Regions from separate parts of the Macaca mulatta genome. Here all the other regions are linked to region 1. A link is a contact called in public Hi-C data. All regions are on one chromosome and are shown on one strand. Each heading gives the region's core, a stretch centred on a gene start, on an enhancer-like site or on the middle of the called end of the contact. The rest is flanking DNA. Distances are from core to core; before and after follow the strand shown.

Region 1 (3,295 bases), core at 212-2,711:
CTCCATTCAGAACTTTCCTTAAAAGCCGAGGAAAGAGCCCCCAAGGACTGCCCGGGCGTCTGAGCCAGGTCGAGGGCCACACAGGTAGCCGGGGAGCCGCCGCCGGCCGCCCAACCCGCCTCTCCTGCGTCCCCCCATCCCCCTCCCGCTCGAGTCTAGCCCCGGGCTCCGCAGCGAAGGAAGCGTCGGGGACGTCCCACCCCCGCAGGGAACTTCGCCTGCTGCCCCCGCCGGGCCCCGCACTACCCTGACTCTCCCCCCACTCGCCCCCCAGACGGTCGGCTTCGGCGGAGAGAAACGGGAGCAGCAATGCCTTTTCCCCCCCTCTCCTCCACTTTTTTTTTGTTGTTGTTGTTGCTTTCCCACGCTGGCTGAATGTGACTTGACCCCATTTCAAAAAAAGTTTGACATAGTGCTTCAACATTTCCGCATTCCTCCGCGACTACAAAGGCTGCAGCCGCCTCCTTCTGCTTTCTGTCTCTGCTCTCTGTCTTCACACTCAATGAAATCCTTCATGCGCCTCTCCCGAAGCCTGCCAAGCACCACAAGGGTCGCCACCAGCACGGCAACAAGAGGCCACACCGGGGACCGCGACTCCCGCGTGTGCGCACACGCAGATGCGCCCATATGCACACGGACGGGCGCCCTGCGGGGACAAGGGCTGCTCACCACGGGGCGTGTGTTTAACTCCAATATTTTAAATGATAAAAGTAAACTTGGAAACTAAAGCAAACGTGCGTCTTCGTGGGGCTCCAAGCCTGGGCACCGGCCGGCTGCGTGCACTCTTCTGTGCATAACACGCCCGCAGGAAGCCTGCGTTAACATTTATCTCGTGGAGGGGAAGGTGGAGCCCACACCCACACCTCAGCGAGCTGGCGAGGGAGTTTTCGTGGGGGAAATGCAAGCACATTCTCCAGCATGGAGTCCCTAGAGGCAGTGCATTTTGAACCCTAAATGTGAATTATTATGTGAATGTCCGAGTAGAGTTCCAGTTCCGTTTGGAGAAACTGGATGAGGAGTGTTCTGTGTGAGTGTGTGTGCGCACGGGTACGTGGAAGCAGGATCTCGGTGTCGCGGGTGTCCCTAGCGTAGGATCTCCCCCTCTCGTCAGATTAGAATCCTCTAGCTCCCCAAAACTGGCCCCCATAACCAACGCCGTCTCAGTTCGTAAGGGGTTAACCAAAGCCGATTCCAGGGAAACACAGGTCCCCCCCACCCCCCGCCAGCCTCCACTTACCCCACCCACAGTTCTGCCTCGGACCCCGGCCAATCCCCCATATCTCCCCAGGGACCCCCCACCCCGCAGCCCACCCACCCGAGCGCACAGCTCCTCACCTGAGGGGCCCAGTCGCGTCGGGCCTCCTGAGGGGGCTGCGAGTGTCAGTCGGCTCTCCGCACGTGTCCGCGGCCTCGCGGAGCAGGTAATCAGACTCTGGGGAAGGAGTTACCAGCACTCTCTCCGGCGAGGGGGTGGGCACAGCGGCGGAGGGCGGAGGGAAGGCGGAGGGCGCCGCCCGCGCCGCTAGCTGGGGGCGGACGGGGGCCGCGGGGCTCTGGCCGGCGCTGGGGGCCCCAGCCAGGGAGGCAGCGGGGGCGACCGCGCGGGGTGGGGGCAGGGACCCGAGAAGCCAACTCTGCCGGAGACCCACCCAGCGGCGAGGCTGGGGGCTCGTGGCGCAGTGGCAAGAAAGTGTGCAAATTAAAGCCTTCCGGAGAGAAAGGAGGCGGCCAAGCCCCGGCAGTGCTCCGAGCTCCGGGCTCCCTAGCTCCCTTCTACGAGTCGGGGGCTAGAAAGGCGCGGGGCGGGGGGGTTGGGGGGGCAGGGGAGTTAAATGAAAATTTCCGGCTTTCACTGAAACTGTAGTAGGGGGATCCTGCGACTAAAATAAGCGGCGTTAGTGGGAGAGAGTGGGACGTGTCGTCGGGAGTCGGCGGAGTTTCCAAACCCAGGGTCGCCCAGAGTTGGGGTTTTGACAGGGTGAAGCAGGGGGTATCCTCACTGTGTGACGTGGACGGATGGGAAAAACACAAAACAACTAACAATAATTATGAAGGGCCGATGGGGGTGGTAAATACCAATACTTTCCAAGAAACTGAAAAATCAGACCAAAAAATAACTCTTCTCTTAAAAAAATAAAGAAAAAGTTTGGCAGGATGCCTTGCAGAAAAGAAAATACTAATCTGTTCAAGCACTTTTCACTTTCAGCATGAGCTACATTTGTTTTGTTTTCCTTCGCTTCCTTTCTGCCTCACAAAGCCCTATCTTTTCCTTTTAGACAGAGGGTATGGTTTGGAAATTGTCAGGCACTCTTATGGTTAACGATCTACTTGAAGGGGCTGGCGGGTTCACAATTATTAAGTGGTTAGTAACTGCTGAGGGTTCACTAACGTATTTCAGAGGAGCTAAAAAGACTAAAATTTAGTGTAAATAATAGAACTGCAGATAATAGATACATACACAGAAAGAGGAGTGCTCAGTTTAAATGCATTATTGGAAATCTGAAATTTGAAACCTTGTAAGAATGTATACTTTACCTGCTGAGAAACCCTTGAATACAATTATTTCAGGTGAAAATGAGCTTTTGGAGAAAAAAAGTCTTTAAAACCTTCTACAATGGAGTAAAAGAAAACTTGAAATAGCTGTCTTTTTGGAAAGAATTTGGTGTTCTCCCCAAAATCTCTATCTGTAGAATACTTGAAACCCTTTAAAACATATTAAAGAAAAACTTTTCACAAAATTATTTACTTCAGTGCTTTGTAGAAAAATTAAAACCCGGCAAAATTCTGTTTGAATTGGACATACTACTTCTATAAATCTTTTGACTTTAAAACCATGTTACTGATCTCATAGTAAATCAAATTTTTGCCTTTATAAAATTGATTCTATATTATAGTATAAGGTAAGGCTAGGGAAATAAAAAATTGATGCATTTCCAGTAGCACATATTTTGCAATGCATTATAATATTTTTTTCTTTAAAAATAAAAGTGAATAATTGTATGTCTTTAAGCTTAAGATAATTCATAAAATACATTTGTGTTAAGAGCATGTCTTCTAAAATAAGATCCAGTTTTCTGAACAAAATTTGTATTTATAAAGCTATCTATAATCTCATATATCTTATAAATTTAATAAGGCAAATCATTAGATTTTATATTTACATAAAATATTAGATCACTACAAATCACTAGACTTTAAGCCAGAGACACAAATGGGAATCCTCCATTTGGATAATTGTTCACACTTACCATTTGCCTTTTAAAACAAGGTTTACTTGATGGTAATTAACACGTTT
Region 2 (3,278 bases), core at 313-2,812, 140 kb before region 1:
GGAGAAGAAAATGAAAAGCAACATACATCAGAAAATTTAACCGATTGGCAAAAAAGTCATTAAGCCTTACTAAAATCATCCAATCAAATATGAGACAGGAATGAGACAGAGAATCTTCTCTTCACATTTGGAGACGAAGCCTGGCCTCTACATTACCAGGCAGCCATCTATAATGTCATAAAGTACATGTATACTGTAGTTGGAAGTCTTCTCAGGAAGAATGATGATATTTGAGACAACTATTTTTCAGGACTAATAACTGGCTCTTAATAATTGTGCTTCTGAAAACAGTTAATAACATTTCAGCTTCTCGAAGAATGCTTAATAGTAATCATAACTATTGGCCTGGCTTTCATTACAGACAAACAACCTGTTCTGTGTTATCTATTGTGGAAGTCAATGGTGATTAAGTAAATATATTCTACTCTAATGCAGAAACTGACTAGAAGGAATGTTTTGAGAAGCTCAAAGAAACCCCAGAGCTGCACAACAGAGAAGACGTAGCCGAAGAAAAACAGCTGAAGTTTATCAAGGGTCTTCCATATATGCCTGGCACTTCATTAAGGATTTCACACATTTTATATTATTTAAACATAAAAACTTGTGACATAGGCACAGAATATTTTACCCATATTTTAGGTAAGATACTGATATTCAAACATGTTAATAACTACAGTAGTCCCACAACTAGCCACCTGTCAGAGATAGAATCCAAACCCAGGTCTAACTAAAGAGTCTGCAAGTAACCACTGAGCATGACAACCATGCAGGCAGACGGCCCTCTACCACTGCAGAGAAGCCCCCGGGAAACATATTTCACAGCTCTAACCAATTGGTGTACATTGCAATTACTATTTTATTGGGGACTCTAAGGCATGTCAATCTTTTAAGAAGGAAGTTGTGTTCAGTTGGAGATTTTTCATCGTATTACTGAATTAAGTCACATATGACTTCTATCAGAGGTTGAGAAGCTGCAATACTCGGTTTCTGCAATAGATTTACTAACATTTACATATTAATTTCACATTTTAAATGAAATCTAAAAGCAGCAGATGAAACTATGCTATCACAAATTTTCATGTTTTAGAAGCCAGTTGGAAAATGTTTTATTCACACGTTACAGGATCCACATTCTCTTCATTCCCAGTCTGGGCCCCTCACTCCTACCTGAAGCTTTTAAGATGTTGTTTCTTATTTGTCTCCATAAATGAATCTTGTCTTAAAAAAAAACAAAACAAACTGCTGTGAAATCGAAGAAAATAATTGTTGCCATCTTTTATAGTAATGACATGTCACTTAAAAAGTTTTCAGCTCAGACTCCGGGTTTTTGAAGCAGCTTCTATGTAACTAATAACCTAAGAGCTCTCCATGAACTTTAATTATTGCAATAGAATTATTAGGCACCACCAGTTACAACTGAACTCCTCCACACACAGTATAAAGTTAAAACTGTACAAATGAAGCCAAAATATGCACAGCTAAAAGGAATGTTACAGGGGGGCCTCTCTTAGTGAACAAAGCAAGCTCAGTTTGGCTCTTTTTCCCTCGCGCTACCACATCCGCACATCGTTAGTTGGAAAATTCCTGATATATGCTGTAATTTTTTGTGCTTTTTTTTCCCCCCAGTACACTTGAGGCTTTAATGTCCAGATGCCATTTTCCCCCTTATCTGTCCCTGTTTGGGGATCTGCCAACTATGGTCAACAATTAATACAGCCGAAGAAAAAAATACAGTACGCTCCCTGGCAACTGGTACAGCCTCGCAGGAAATACCAAATAAAAACTTGATTATGTATTGTTTAACCATTTTGTCTGCCTGTAGGCCACCCTGTCGTCGGTGTAATTCAGACGAGCATGCTTCATCTGGACGGTCTGTGCACTGCACCATTGTTCCCAGAGTCTGTCACGCACAATCACTGGCTTCAGCCTGTGGCCCTCTAAATGAAAGGAGCAGATTTGTGGCAGCTTTCCAACCTGCATTCCTTTTAATTAGTCAACTTGTGGCCCAATGTTATAATAGATAAGTAACCTCTTAATATTCATGTAATTAATTAATTTTTTTCTCATTCAGTTATAAGCCTTTGCATGGTGGAAAAAAGGCTTTTTCCTATATGGGCTCTGGCTTATGAAATAAGCATGCTACTATTATAAAGAACATCAGAGACCATGTCTCAGTGATTCTCCAGGAAGACAATTCCAGAAACCACAGTATGCCCATACCTATATTTTAAGCATATTATTTTTGCATTTAAAATAGTAACTGACATGTTTCTTTTGCATGAATCTGATGTATGTAAGATGAATCATCTTCTTGCCAACTTCAACCGGGTTGATAAATTTTTAACTGATAAATTAGTTCACTATCAGAGAGACAGAAAGCTTTCACATTTTAGGATCCCTTTTAAAGCAAAGGCTGGCATGAAAAGTGACCAGGAGTTCTCAAAGTACTAGGAAGTCCTCTACTCTAGACCTTGATTAAGTCAATAATTAAACTGTTGATGCTGTTAGCTATTAGCACATGATGAACCTTTAAAAAGATAAGTTGATTTCTATAAATACTAATAATGCCCCTTGGTAACAGGAATCAGAATGGCTTTTAAAAGCTCCATATTTAAGTTCTTTCAACTATTTAAATTTTTCTGCTAAACCAAATTCTCCTCAAAGGCAGTAACGTAATTTTTACTTATTTTATATCCTCATGGACAATACACATGGTGGGTGAAATACAGATATACCTGTACTACTCTCACATATTCTTAGTAGCACTTCTCATGAGATTTATGAGACATTTACAACGTCACATCGACAATTCATTCATACATATACAAATGTGCCTACTAGGTGACAAGCACTGGATCTCAGTTGCAAAGATGACACATAGATGACTGAAGACATCGTATCTGTTCTCAAAAGCTCACAGTTGAGCAGAGGAGGCAGACAAGTAACTTACCAATTGCATACGCTCGGTGTGAGGTAGAGGTATATAATTTAAAAGCCTGGGTTCAAATCCTGTCTCCTCTTTCATGAGCTACATCACCTTGGCTAAATAGCTTAACCTCTCCATGCCTCTGTTTCCTCACCTGCAAGATGGAGAATCATAGTACCTGCTTAACAGGGCAACTGGAGAATTATATGGTTTAAGGTACATAAAGTACTCTGCAGGTGCCTGACTCTATAAACTTTAGCTATCAGCAAATGTTATATACACGTCAACTCCACAGGGGTAAGGCGGGGTGCAGGATAGCGGTATCTAGTGTTAGAGGCTTCAACAAGGAGGG
Region 3 (3,311 bases), core at 353-2,852, 210 kb before region 1:
ACTAGGGGGTCACTGGCGGGGAGCTACCTACACATATAGGATGACAAGGAGATTTCATCCAATTTGGTTGGTAGTGATAGGCTGTAAGCCGGGTTGAGAATGATTCTCAAGTGCTATGTAGGTGTAACAAGAGACAGTGCTACATTAATCAGTAACACACACCTCTGAAAACGAACTAGCTAAGTGAATCAAGTTTTCTCTCATGATAGGCTGACTTCAAAACAATATTGACACAAGGAATAAAAATTAGAAAATACAAAAGTAAGTCTGTCTAATAGAGACATTTCAACAGCACATACTACATACATTATGGTAACCAAAATGTGGCTCTCAAAACCACTTCTTACTTTTAACCTCTGAATCCACTGGTTTTGTCTTCAACACAACATTTTTTTGCCAAAGGCAGTCTTATGGGCTCTGTTGTGGGTGCATCTTTGAGTATATAATTATCGTCACCTCTATGCTCACACACCTTTCTCTTGCAAAAACTCTAATATTGACATCAGCCGGATGTCAACAAAATGACATTTTTCTGAGGCTGAAGGTTTTCACGTTGCCTTTGGGGGAAAATAATCACTAGACATTTTTCTGAAATGGAAGTGTCTGTTGGCTGAAGTGGCTTCTTTAAAAAAAAGAAGGTTTGCTCAAAATGGAACCAAAAGTATCAGTCATAGAGCATTACAAATGATCTAAAAATATTCTCAAATTGGATTCAATCATTGGTTAAAAATAGTCCAAACACTGAAAGACTGATTTTCTCATTTTTTCCTTAAAAAATTATAATGTGCTCAACATATAAATAAGGGCTCTGGCCCTTGAATGTCAGTGATGTTGTCTACCAGTGTCTAGTATTGAGAGTTTAGTGTGATGATTAATCAACAAAAGCTAGCATTTATTTTATCAGAATAAAATTTTACTGGCCCAACAGCAAGTTTAACTTTTTCAAAAAGCTTATTTACTGAATTTATATGCTGAATGATACATCATGGGTACTGTCAAAAATAGCAAATGATTGCATGCCTGCATTAAAACATCTCATATACACCATATATATCTACTATGTAGCCACAAAAATTCAAAATAAAAAATTTAAAAAGTAACAGATTATTTTGATTATAAAATACATATACATTGTAGAAAATTTGGAAAATAGAGTAAATAGATGAAAATAAAATACACAGCATCGCTTCCATTCTTTTCTCTTTTTATATACAAATGGATATGATGGTATCTCTAAAGATTTTTTTTTTCCAAACAAGCTAAGATGGCACCATATCCCAGGGCAGGATCTGAGTCTTGACTATAGTCCTTAGTTTTGAACAAGTATAGGGTAACAAGAAAGTGCATAACAAAGCTATGACTGAATAAAACTCAAACCTTGGTGAAGACAAGAATCAAGGACACATTAAAAAAACTATGGGTACACACACATTTTTCACCTACCTCTTAGTTTATATCTTATGACAGGGAGCAGGAGTAATCTTTTCTTTTTCCTTTATGAATGGTAAAGACAACTGGTATCCTGTCTGAATATAATATGCCTATCCAGCACACTTTGGGTAGAATCCAATGATGTGTGATAACTCAACAATTTGGTACAGGAAACAGAGCCCACAACATTCCTCAGAAATTTCACAGGCAATCTAGACAGAACAGACCTATTTGAATAGGGATTTTTTGTTCAGTAATATTTGAAGGATGCAATTTTTCACGGTGGATACATTGGGTTTGTGACAGATGCAAATTCAGATATGAATAAAACACAATTAAATGATTCAGACTCTGGAGCTGTGCTTCCACAGACCTGATTTCTGCATGGGCCAAACAAAGGAAAGTTGGTGTTTGACAACTGTGGATGACTCATCAGAGGAAGTTCTTACCATGTGGATGTGCTTGTTGAAATAAAACTGGTTAACAAAGCTAGCCTTTTTTTTTCTCCCTCTGTGGGCCAGCGAGGGTTTCATTTTAGGAAATGGAAGTGTCAATGTGGACAAACTGTTCTGAAGTATTTATAGCATCATGTAATGTGTTAGTTTCCTTAAACTGCCTTTGGACAAAGAATATGTGAATGGAAAATAAGATCTGAATTTCTAATACTGTCTGTGTCATCTGAACTATATTATGAGTATAAAATGATTTAGCACTGTGATATGTACAGACTGTGATAGGAATGTAGTGTAGCTACAGTGGGGTGTGCTAGTGGCTTCCCAATTAATTTTAAGAGCTCTTTTATTCATTAAGGATATTACACCTTTGTCATATTCATTCATTTTCTCCAAGACTATCATGTGCTTTTTAACTTGGCAGTGTTTTTATTTTCTGATGAACAAAAGTTTTCAGTTTTTATATAATCAAATATATTAGTATTTTTGTTTGTGACTTTTTAATGCTTTGAAAATATATCTCCATTCCAGGGTCACAAATACTTCTCACAGTTTCTTTATTCTTTTATGGTTTCACTTTTAATATTTAACTCTTTAAGCCATCTGTCATTTGTTCTGTGGTAAGGAATAGTGATAATCTAATCAGGTTACCATTTTTCCCCCATGAAATTGACCAATTACCCTATTCTCATTTGTTGCATATGCCGTTCTGTCCTCCCGGATTTGTGATTTATGATAAGTTGCATCACTTCCTAAATTAGGGTTTCAAGTCTCATTCTCTATTCTGTTCCATTAATGTCTGTCACTTCTGCTGGTACCACATTATTTTTATTATTGTAATTGTATAATGTATTTTAGTGCTTGGTAGCAGGAGTTTCTCTTCATAACTTTTTTTTTTTTGTAACAAAAAATTCTTGGCTATTTTCACCAGTTTAACTTTTCCAAATGCATTTCAGGAAATTCCACTGGAATTCTGACTGGAGTTGCATAAACCTATGAATTAATTTGGAAAGATTTTATATCCTTACAACCATTCAATCCTCTTGTTCAGGAAAATGGAATATTTAGTATCTTTCTAATAATCAAATATTCTCTATATCTAGGTAAGTCATTTTTATGTCTATCAATCAAGTTTTATAGTTTTCTTGATACAAGTTCCACACATTGATTTACATCCATCTACATTTTTGGTTTTTATACTGGGAATGAGATGGAGCTGCTGCTAACTCTGGAGAAACTTACTGCTGATCTTTTACCTTTGGACATGATCCTGACTATTCTCCTGAGTGAGGGATTGTCTTAGATTTGAAAAGTGCAGGAAGCAAAGGACAAGAGGGACATGTGGGGGGATGTAGTAGAGTCTGTTTTATATTCATAGTGAGAAGACTCTGAACCTCCCAGGAGGGCTCTAAAGGTTAAAAAACATGC

What was found. Hi-C and Micro-C count contacts between places; a contact is called where the count stands out from the background.
Region 2: a contact with region 1 is called in a Hi-C map of liver, with 4 times the contacts expected there. The contact joins the enhancer-like site here to the promoter of CDK6 in region 1. A contact is called at or near these places in 6 of 14 Hi-C or Micro-C datasets (blood, fetal cortex germinal zone, fetal cortical plate and 2 more).
Region 3: a Hi-C map of fibroblasts shows a contact between it and region 1, with 1.9 times the contacts expected there. The contact joins the enhancer-like site here to the promoter of CDK6 in region 1. A contact is called at or near these places in 6 of 14 Hi-C or Micro-C datasets (CD4 T cells, blood, cortical neurons and 3 more).

What each region holds. Positions count from the first base shown.
Region 1 is chr3:126,534,682-126,537,976 of T2T-MMU8v2.0, reverse strand. CDK6 (cyclin dependent kinase 6) reads right to left here and starts at 1,461. Exons shown (of 8, transcript NM_001261307.1): 1 at 1,336-1,461.
Region 2 is chr3:126,675,060-126,678,337 of T2T-MMU8v2.0, reverse strand. The region is part of intron 4 of CDK6 (cyclin dependent kinase 6); the gene reads right to left. All of the region lies in intron 1 of LOC144339894 (a long non-coding RNA gene), which reads left to right. Among named protein-coding and RNA genes, the nearest start is that of FAM133B, 110 kb to the left of the region's middle. Within about 2 kb of position 1,562, at least 10 of the 40 cell types and tissues checked have an H3K27ac peak or open chromatin away from gene starts, as enhancers often do.
Region 3 is chr3:126,743,687-126,746,997 of T2T-MMU8v2.0, reverse strand. All of the region lies in intron 5 of CDK6 (cyclin dependent kinase 6), which reads right to left. Among named protein-coding and RNA genes, the nearest start is that of FAM133B, 46 kb to the left of the region's middle. Within about 2 kb of position 1,602, at least 14 of the 40 cell types and tissues checked have an H3K27ac peak or open chromatin away from gene starts, as enhancers often do.